Regions from separate parts of the Mus musculus genome. Here region 1 is linked to region 2. Evidence: chromatin contacts called from public capture Hi-C data. All regions are on one chromosome and are shown on one strand. Each heading gives the region's core, a stretch centred on a gene start, on an enhancer-like site or on the middle of the called end of the contact. The rest is flanking DNA. Distances are from core to core; before and after follow the strand shown.

What was found. Capture Hi-C pulls out chosen DNA fragments and counts their contacts.
Region 1: a capture Hi-C map of macrophages shows a contact between it and region 2, with 3 times the contacts expected there. The contact joins two enhancer-like sites. A contact is called at or near these places in 1 of 39 promoter capture datasets (macrophages), 9 of 484 Hi-C or Micro-C datasets (the HL-1 cell line, the N1E-115 cell line, bone marrow-derived macrophages and 6 more), 7 of 115 datasets of contacts at active chromatin or transcription factors (bone marrow-derived dendritic cells, bone marrow-derived macrophages, double positive thymocytes and 3 more) and 2 of 9 other capture datasets (bone marrow-derived macrophages and macrophages).

The regions. Positions count from the first base shown.
Region 1 is chr3:65,513,770-65,519,024 of GRCm38.p6, reverse strand. It overlaps Gm40066 (a long non-coding RNA gene), which reads right to left. Exons shown (of 3, transcript XR_867346.3): 3 at 1,733-1,816. It also overlaps Gm38503. Among named protein-coding and RNA genes, the nearest start is that of Tiparp, 12 kb to the left of the region's middle. Within about 2 kb of position 3,049, at least 74 of the 459 cell types and tissues checked have an H3K27ac peak or open chromatin away from gene starts, as enhancers often do. A contact at or near this core is called in bone marrow-derived macrophages and macrophages, where this site is marked.
Region 2 is chr3:65,318,140-65,323,741 of GRCm38.p6, reverse strand. It overlaps Kcnab1 (potassium voltage-gated channel, shaker-related subfamily, beta member 1), which reads right to left. Exons shown (of 14, transcript NM_010597.5): 8 at 4,237-4,323. Among named protein-coding and RNA genes, the nearest start is that of A330015K06Rik, 18 kb to the right of the region's middle. Within about 2 kb of position 4,276, at least 40 of the 459 cell types and tissues checked have an H3K27ac peak or open chromatin away from gene starts, as enhancers often do. A contact at or near this core is called in bone marrow-derived macrophages and macrophages, where this site is marked.

The DNA.
Region 1 (5,255 bases), core at 1,800-4,299, 200 kb before region 2:
AATAAACAGGGATACTGCTTAGGTCTTTAAAACAAAAGTCAATGTACTTTACATTTAAAAAAGAACACTCCCGGCTTCTGTGTGGAGAAGAGCTTTTGTAGACTGCAAAGAATGGAAACAAGATTAGTTAGTAGGCGAGAGATTATGGTGGTCTGAACTAGTGTGGTAGCTATTGCTGGTTAGATTCTGGACACATGCGGAGTGGTACTGAGAGCACTAGCTATTGCATTCGGGATAGGAAGGAAATTGAAGACCCAGGAATGATTCCATTTGTAACTTAAACAAGTAGAAGAATCGGGCTGTCGTTTCACCGGGAGGAATGAGCTTTGGGAAACAAGGAGAAGGAAAAGTGTAGATTTGGCTATTATTAAGACATACTAGATAACACTTATAGAGATGCTAATAGTCAATTAGATAATGAAGTCTAGCAATTTGGGAGAAGTTGTAGTTGTTTGCTATTGAAACCAAGAATGTCCTTAATTTTATTATTTTTTTAATTTTTACTGCTTCAATGTGTATGTGTGTGTTTGTGTGTCTGTCTGTCTGTCTGTTTGTCGGTGAGTGAAGACCAGAGGGTAACTTGTGGAGTTGGCTCTCGGTTTTTACTTTGTGTCCCAGGGATCGGACTTTGGTCATCAAGCTTGCCATCAAGCTTTACACTGAGTCATTTCCCTGCTCTGAAACTCACACGTCATGGCTAAGTCTATAGCAAACACACTTGCTTCTCCATTTGACATTGCTGTGACAAAACTTCTCCTGGGAAGACATAGCACACACATCTCGTTGCCCCACCTAGAGAACCTGAGAAAGACCAAAGTCCAATTTGGTGAACCGATGTGTCTTATTGGGGGTTACATAGAGGAGCAGAAACAGCTCAAAGGCAGCTTTGTCACCCCAACGTGGGTGACAGCTCACATAAGCTGGGGGCCTGGAATACACTGAGCAGCCTGCAGGCAGCTCTGACAGGCAGGCTGGAGAGTGCTCTTTCCAGGTGCCTCAGTCTAAAACTCTTCCTGGCAGCGCTGCTGGTTTCTGTTCCTCCTGGGCAGCCGGTAGTGTTCATTTCAGAGAAGGGAGTTTTATTCTCATACAGCATTTAAATGAAGCGCTGCTCTCTGGGTTGGTCCACTCATTTTCTAACGGATACAATGGCTTTCCTTCTCCGTGAGTACGAGCTTAGTAAGCACAACCAGGAAAGAAAAGAGTGGAGAAAGTGTTCTTGCAGCAAGTGAGGCACACACAGGGGATGTTTCCCAAAGCTGCTCCTCTCTCAACAAAGCAAGGGAGTTTCTAAAAACAGGGGACACTCACATACATTCTTAGAGGGAAGACTCAGCATCATAGACTCAGTTGGAAGTCATGTGTTTTTAGACATTCATTACATGTTCAAAAAAAAAAAAATCCAAAGATGGCAGATAGTAATTTTCTTTTTCTGGGCAGAGAATTTAGTATCATAGTCAGCTAAGTTTGCTTTAATTCACCTAAAAAGGGCTAAGTACAATGACTCGACAGTTTCACCGATTCCTGGTTTCTCCCGAGGGCCCAACAGAAAGCTAAGGGTGGTTTAAGCTGCACACTTAACAATCACTTAAAGGAAAGAGACTCCACCCTCACTCCAGGTTTATGTGATTGTTCTATAGGGTCCCTGCCGGCTGCCCTGCTGTTTCTCCAGCAGAGGCAAACTGTCGGGAGATAATGTACAGCTCCCCTGCCCAGCTGTGCCCTGGCAACCCCACGGAAGGAAGCCTGCCGCAGAAGAAGTGACTTTCAGGATGATGAAGTGAAACAGGTGACATTCACATCTCTTCAAGGAGGTCTAAGGAAAAACAGCAAAGCCAAGCATATTAAAATACGAAGATTAAAAAAAGAGTACAAACGTAAGCAACCTTATAGTAATGCAAGCTAAATATGTCTCTCAAATGAAAACGTATAGTATCAATTTGAATCCCTATTATGTATTGGCTTCTTGCCTATAGACCTTAAAGATGCAGCTGTCTCTTATTTTCAAATGTTAAACAGATGGAAATTCAGTGTACCAGTGAAGTCTATATTAAGCCAAAGAAAATATTTGCAACATTATTCAGTGTGTGCATTATTTTGACTTCAGCAAGATTTTATTTTTTGTTTTCTGAAGAGTTAGAGCTAATTAGAAGTCAAAATTCTGATTTTTTTTTCTCCTCCACACTCAAGGAGTGTATTTACACTGAAACTGATAATCTTTTGGTTTGAAAGTTTTACCAAAGAGTAGTGTTTCTTCGGTTAAAAATAACCTCTTGTTGAAATGAAATCTGTGTGACCATGAGAGATGGAAACCAAAACTGCTTTTTTTTTTTTTCAGCTTCAAAGGGAAAAGCCAGGACATTTAGCTGCATCAACAGAACACCAGGTACAACCTACTGGAAATAAATGGGCTAGTTGTATAAAGTGACCCAGAAAAAAAAAGACCCAACACAATGATTGACATTATTTATATTTATTTCACTTTTGTTGAATGCCTCTGTAAGAAGTTGCCAAGCACACATGTCTGAACAAATGAGACAGAACCTCTGCCTTTGTATGGAATAACATATATTACACAAGTCAACATGTAATTAATTAGGCTTTTAAACATTGATCTCCGTGTGTGTGTGTGTGTGTGTGTGTGGTGTGGTGTGTGTGTAAGATGTGTGTGAGCATGGGTGTATACTGAAGGTCGGAGAGCAACTTTTGGAAAGACAGTTGTTTCCTTCCATTGTGGGTCCTGTGAATGGAACTCAGGTCTTTAGGCTGGACTCCATGTGTCACAGGTTATACAGCTATTATTTACACACTGGGCTACCTGTCTGACTTTATAGTTACAGATTTTGAACATTGTTTGAGAAAGTTCCATGACTGAGACTATATCTAGACTGGAGAGGTGAGGGAAAATGTGCCTGGTCAAAAACCATATGAGTAAACTCTGATGATTAAACAGCAAGTAGGTCAAAGGTCAATGTGGGAGTAGTACATAGTGGGCAAGAGACAAATACGGGAAGTGAAAGTCAGAATGGTGAAGGTATGGCACATACAAGAGAGCCAGTGTGTCTGGAAACAGAAAATGAAAGGGGTGTGGTGGTGACTGGAGAGGGTTTGGTGGTTATACACATTGTGGCATAATTAAGGATTATAGCACAAAATTAAAGTCGGTGTGCTTCAATTAAAATAATGTGGGATGGCCACTGGGAGGTGGTGATGCATGCCTTTCATTCCAGCACCAGAGGCAGAGGCAGAGGCAGAGGCAGAGGCAGAGGCAGAGGCAGAGGCAGAGGCAGAGGCAGAGGCAGAGGCAGAGGCAGAGGCAGAGGCAGAGGCAGAGGCAGAGGCAGAGGCAGGCAGATCTCTGTGAGTTAAAGGCCAGCCTACTCTACAGAGCTAGTTCCTGAACAGCCAGGGCTACACCAAGAAACCCTATCTAAAAAAGAAGAAGAGGAGGAGGAGGAGGAGGAGCAGCAGCAGCAGCAGCAGCAGCAGCAGCAGCAGCAGCAGCAGCCAGGGAGATGGCTCAGCAGTTAAGAGTTCTTCCACAGGACCAGGGTTTGATTCCTAGCACCTACATGGTCACTTACAACTGCTTGTATCACCAGTTCCAGAAGATCTGATACCTATGGGCAAGAAGTGTGTGATACACAGATAGACATATAGACAATACAGCTATGTGTGTGAAATAATAAAATAATAAGTTAAAAAATTTTAAAGAAAGAAAATGGTGTGATCATATTTTATTTTCAAAAGTCAGTCTGTAATCAGGGAGATGATAGGTGTGGCAGCATGACTATAACCCCAGTACACAATGGGAAACAGAGGCAGGAAGATTGCCGAAAGTTTTAGGCTAGCTTGGGATATATAGCAAGATCCAGGCCAGGCTACAAAGTAAGACCCTGTCTAAAAAATGGGGGGCTTTGTGTTGGTAGGGAACTGTTTCAATTTCAGTAATAAAAATTCAGTTTCAGTAATAAATAATTCAGGATAAGCATAGGATTGGGACCCAAACTATCTTTTCATTTATTTATTTTGAGACCTAGTACTGCTATGTAGTACTGGTAAGCTGGCTGTGAACTCACAGCCCAGGATGGCCATGGACTCGCTGGAGTATGACGTCCTCCTGCCTCACTCCGCCTTCCAAGTGATAGGTCATAGGGATGCTCATTTATTTCCACATGGCTCAGACCGAGCAGGGTTTTACTGCTGAGAGGTAACATGACAAGAATGAATCAGAGGAACAGACCCAGACGAAGTATCAGACGTTCGTAGATACTTGGGCCCACTTTGCTCAGAGGTGCCTGGGATGCCGTACAGAACTCTGATGGGACAGGTCAAAGGGCACAGGAGGCAAACTGGAGATATTACTGAGCACTCTGGGACAGTGTGAGTGATAGTGAAATAGTGGTGGTTTGTTACAAAACATTTAATTTAGATGAAATTCATAAGTATACAAAAATAATCCAAAAGTTATGGTGAGTACTAAAAAGAGAGCAAGCTGTAGGGCTGGATTTGTTTGTTGTTTGTTTGGTTTGTTTGTTTGTTTGTTTGTTTTCCTTTGAGATAGGGCTCAGAGGTAGACGTAAAACCCAGGTTGGACTCATATCCAACCTTTTCTAGGTGCAGTCTCCAAAAGGACTGAGATTGTAGGCATTTACCACCACACCTTGCCGAGAAAGTTCTTTACAGAAGAACAATAGCTAGGGGATGTGGACAGATTAATAGACTTAGAAAATCATTTGGTTAACTGATCTAGTAACTGACGAGAGTACTAGTTGATGTTAATACTGCTAGGTGAAAGGCTAGAAGATAGTTGTGGTATTTAAATATATCTTCTGCCCCCACAACAGCACCACCAATTAGGACCTAGGTTCAAACACCTAAGCCTTCAGGGGACATTTCTCATTCAGACAACCTCAGTGAGTTTCAAGTTTGAGAGCAAAACCTGTTTCAAAACAAATGACAACCAAAATATCAATGTCATGAATTGCAAATAGTGGGTTTCCTATAAAACTGAAAAAATATTGGTACCATGAGAGATAAAATAATAAAATTATTTTAGATGGAAAGATACTAAAGGCTATGTTTTATCTACATGATGGACATTTTAAAATATTGCAATGATACCCTTCAGATAACTGGTGAAATAGATGAAATAATAATATTATATATGACAGGAATATTAATTTCTTAAATGTAGCAGTGGTAAGAGAATTACTGTCATTACGTATCATAATACATACAAATTTTGTTTTGAG
Region 2 (5,602 bases), core at 3,027-5,526:
TTGGAAGGCTCACCAGTGACCCTTATCTTGAGGCTTGGAGATTCTTATCTGGATCTTGGTAAGGAGATCTTGAGCCACAGTGGCTATGGATTCCAGAAGATTAGATCTCTGAGTTTAAGGAACACACCTTTAATCTGGGCTACACCTTTTCATCTGGGATTAAGGGTGTGGTGGCACACACGTTTAATCTGGGCTACACCTTTTGCTGGAGACAATATAAGGACATTGGAAGAAGGGAGTCTAGCTCTTGCTCCTTCGCCTGCTTGCTGTGTGAGACTGAGTAACTGCTAGATCCTTGGACTTCCATTCACAGCTGCGACTGAATCATTGTTGGGAATTGGGCTGCCGACTGTAAGTCATCAATAAATTCCTTTACTATCTAGAGACTATCCATAAGTTCTGTGACTCTAGAGAACCCTGACTAATACAATGGCTATACAAGCCTCAAGAAAAGGAACATGAACAAGGTGAACAGTAATTAGTATAGACATCATACTTAATGATTCAGGAATTCTAGATGATTAGTTTTGGCAATGAGCTCTACATGAAAAAGACTTGATTTCAAGCATGTTTTAAAATCAAATTCTTACTAAAATGTAATTTAACTTGAAAAATCATCATCATATTTTGTCAATAAATCTTAAAAGTCTATATATTAAAGTGCCTCTTCTTTTTGCCATTAGTCACAAGTGGTCCACACTTTACATCTATCACCACTTCAATGATATAATGTGTTCAATGGCTTTCTCCCTGGAGAATTACCCTGCAATTGACAATAGCAGAAAAACAACTCCAAACCCGCATGGGACACAACGTCTCTGTCAATCCATGTGCAGAGTGACTGAAGTTGTCGTGAGCCTTCCCTTATTCTGAGCTCAAGGCAAGAATTTGAAATGGATACTGACGTATGAAAGTGAGAGAATTAACAAGGGACTCTCAGTGGTTCTAAGGAGAGATGTATCCTCATAGGAAGGAAGACATAGGATGTTGGGCTGATTTTTTCCCCTACGATTGGAAACCATGCCACTATTGGCAGATAGTATAGCAGAGACAGATGGCCCAGCAGCTGCTGTGAAAGAAAAATGCCTTACTACTAGGTGAACCATGAAAAATAATGAGAAGGACAGAGAGAAAAAAACGTACACGCGCGTGTGCTCCCCTCTACTGTCACATTTTCCTGTCAGCACAAAACCAAATTGTATTCTGTCAGGTGGCAGATCGCAAACGAAGTGCTTTGATTTCCTCCACTGACTGCACATTTGGAAACTACCACCATTCTCTTGATAGAACTTGCTTTTCGTCTTTTGATTTTTGGCAAGAATGGCAGGGATGGGTAGCAACGGCGCAAGGGATACACGATGCCCATATATGGTGAAGAAGGTGCAATGACTGATCTTTTTCTGGCTCAATTGGTTGAAATTTGATATGCAGAAGTTGGCCAAAACTCATCCTGGTTTATTTTAGATACACCCCCAATTAGCACTGATTCATGGCATTTTTAACAGCTTGAAATGGAAATGTGACTTTGAGCTACCCAAAGCGTGCACACAGATGATCTTGACACTCACAGAGTTGGTGGCTAGAAGCCACCCAGTGTTTCATGCTGGTTGCTTTATTCCTCTCCTTTGGGTAATCGGCAACAGTGAGGGGCTATTGATGCCTTGGCTGGGCTGCTTCATTGGAGAGCTGCTTCAGCCTCTCTAAAAGAATTAGCCTCTTCACCGATGAGAATTCTAATGTTTGGAATGAATGAGGATCTACAAATGCTGAGCTCTGGCGTATTGATACACATGCAATTAATATATGCTTGGTAATTACTGCTGTGTCACTAATTGCAAATAGAAATGGGTCCAACTAAGTTGTGATGTACTGAGATAATAAAAGCAGGTGAATGGTATTAGAGATTGTTTCTGCTATTATTTGAAGATATTGGCTGGGTGAATACCTGAAGATGTTTTTGTCATTTTGTCTGGAAGAGCCGAATAAGGGCTGTAGAGTTACACTGACTAGCGGTTACCGAAAGGTTCCAAGGGTAGTTCTGGTAATATTCAGCCTGTCTCCTAGGCATTTAGGAGCACTAGTCATCCTCCCAGGTAAACCGCAATGTGCCCGTATAACTTTGACTTATGTGCAGGCATGCAGGATTCACATTCATTGCCAGCCTGAATCTTAACACAGAGTCTAGAAACAACTCAGGTATATCCCCAATCCCTGCACTTTGAGGAAGTCATCTTGTCTCTGTACTTCACTTTTTTCTTTCGATATTCCAGCCCTTGCCTTGTTAGAGTAAAGCAGGAAAGACTGTACAATCTGTGCGTCCATAACCAGAATCGGACTCTGGTATTTCTATTTGATCTATAAATAAGTGATTATAAATTATAGGCAATTATGGAATATAACTTTATCAGAAAGCTAGAATAAGCTACACGGAAACCATTTGGGGTGAGTCTTCCTGAGAACAGCCTGGAGCGCCTGTTCACTAGACCCAAGGCAGAGGAAACTTCAGGGTTGGTAGTCTGCTGGGGGTGGTGTCTGGCTGGCAGCAGGGAGAGGTGGAGGGACTGCATTCCAGTACAAGGTGGTAATCTCTGCTAAGGGAGCTACAGAGGCCTATGCTTTGTGACTTACTCAGTAGGTGGGAAATACCCATTGTTTAACACTCTTCGTACAATGACTAAGTATGATATAGCTTCCCACTTTACCTTGTAGAACTTTATTTGAAAATCTTAGGGAAAAACGTAATTTTCTCCAATTTCAGGAGAGGTTAGATAATGCTACATTACAGACTCTATCAGGGAATAGCAGTCTGTTCTTTAAAAAAAAAATACTTGGAAATTTCTTAACTAAATTTCAACATACCATTGGTATTTATACAAGAGACACTTAACCTGTTAGCATCACATGGCTGGAGAATTTCCTTCTTTTACCCACATACTGTATCCTTTTCACTTGAGAGGCCCTTATAATATGGTTTTCTTTTTATAGCTATACTGCAGCTTATATTTCCTGATTGAGGGGCTACAATATATCCCTAAAATTAAAGGTAAAGTAGGATGCAGGATAGGTAGGAGGACAAACTCAGCTGTTGTCTATATGTACATGGTGTAACTGTAACAGACACCATTCCAAAGAGGAAAAGAGCCACCAGGTACTTAAAATGGAGAAACAATTAGCCTTTTAAAATCCAATATTTTATTTGGTAGTTTTGCTGACTAAATGGCTTTAGTGCTCTGTTTGAATGTATCTTTGTGAATTGTGTGACAGCATGCTATTATTGAAATAAGTATCTCTAATACTATTTATGATCTGCATATCAAACAGCCTTTGTTTTGACAGATACACACACACATATATATGATATGTAAACACAGATAATAATGTGTATATAAATATATGTATATACACATAGTTTCTCTGTATTTGGGAAAGATAAATGGCAATACAAATAGTCTCCATAACATATGTTTGAAATGAATGACGATCTACAAAATGCAACTTAGAAAATTCCTATGAACTTGAATCATTCATATTCTCCTTAATTTCCATAATCTAACAGTAAGAACAAATCTTCACAGAACAAATCTTATTTCTCAGTCATCCCAGGTAAGATTGACAAATGGATACAATTGAAAATGTGGCTTTTTGAGTATTCTAAAGGCTTTCACAGGGGACAAGCTGTGGTTTTCTGACAGGGGGGACAGGAGCACAGCTTGCAGAGAACCAAACCCAAACTGCAAAGAAGAGCCTTATTAAGTAGGTCTGCCTGTCCAATGCCTGCTCACTCACAGCATGTCTCAGCATTTATCAGGCAGGATTGCAAACTAATCAGACTTAGCATCATTATAGAAAAGGAAGCTCTGTAGAGGAGCCTCAGAAACAGTGGTTGGATTATCTGAGTAACGTAATCGTTTCAGTTGATGAAATCATAAAAGTGAAGTGAATCTGGAAGAAATGAGTATTTTGCAACCAAGAAAGGAAACTGAAAATAAAGGTAAAGAAGGAAGTTAGAAGGAGGAAGAGGAGGAGGAGTGGGGCGGGGAGGAAAATAAACCTACGTAGTAGTCTCTTGGCTTTTGGGGTCAATACAGAAGCTAAAGGACATTGGAAAGGTTTTATTTTTTTAAATTCTAGCTTAACAATCTGAACATACTTCATTACTTACTGTAGTAGAAACAGTCTTCAGGCTAGGTCCAGCAATTCTGTAGCCTCTTTTTCTTATTAGATTCTTTTACTCACCTTCCATGGGAGTGTTGCTGTCTGGGCGATTTGCAAAGACCACATCCACGTATTCCAGTTGCAGCCTCTGGAGGGAGCCTTTCAGTCCTAGCAGCAGAAGCAGAAAACAGAATATAACCAAAGGCCCAAGAAGTCCAAATAGGACCACACTTAGAAAGTGCTTGAGTTTGATTTCTTTCAAGAATTTACTTAAAAACAAACACTGAGTTAATTACAAGAGTCCTCTTGAACAGGGCACAGCAAGACGATAGCAGCAATTGCTTACCTTCAGAAACATCAGTTGGAGTTATTTCCATATGACTAACCTTCACAAGAGTTAAACCAGAAGAAAGATGATAGTGTCTGGGTTTTAGTATAATAATGGAAAATGATGTTTGAGCAAGCCGGAGGGAAACCCTCCAAATCCAAGAATCAAACAGCCTAGAGAACCACAGAGGCTCTCACCATTCCCAGTGCTCCTAATACAGTTCTTTATGCTATGGTGACCCACAACCATAAGATTATTTTTTCACTGTTATAAATTGTAACCTAAATATCTGTGTTTTCCGATGGCCTTAGGCGACCCCTGTAAAAGGGTCACTTGGATCAAAGGTTGAGAGCAAATGGCCTAGAGAGAGACACTTTTTGGGAGGGGAGGGAGACTTGAACCAACCTCTCACTAGGGTGAAATTCAGTACTGAGTAGACTCCTCCACCCTGCCCTTGCTCCCAGGCTAATCTTCACAGAGAGTCTCTGGATCCACCCCAGAGCTAGGCAAGCATCTCTGACATTGGTGAGCTGGACCCGGGTTCTCACTTACACAATTGCTAACTCAGCCAGTATACCAGTTCTAAAGGTTGTAGCATCAGGTATGACACTACTTAACACCAATCTTGTTAGCCAAGGGATTACCTCCACTATTCACCTTCAATCTCAGGCAGCAAGTTCAAAGACATTTTATTTGCAAGTAACGTATGATGGAAAGAGGTATAGAACTTTTACTTGAAACTCAGTGCTGGGGCTGTAGATTCTTCCCATGAACAACACCCATGCAGAAAAGCCTGGATGTCACATAAAATTCCAGTTTGCATTGCCTGTACCTGGCTGCAGTGGTGTCCAGCCAAAGGGACGACATCACCAGACAGGCCATGGAAACATAGTTACACTGGACTCAGGAACCTAAGGGCTCCAGAGAGGCACCCAAACCTGGCCTTTTGAGCTGCATCCCTTGTGGTAAGGCTCAGGGCTGCTTAGAACCCTGTTGTTCCTGACTGCAGGCTAGTGATTGTAGATGAGGTGTTCGGTCCTGAGATTGGATCACCTTATCTAGGCAGTCCCCTAATCTACCACATACAGCGGTACCAATTGCAACAAACCTAAGCTAGGG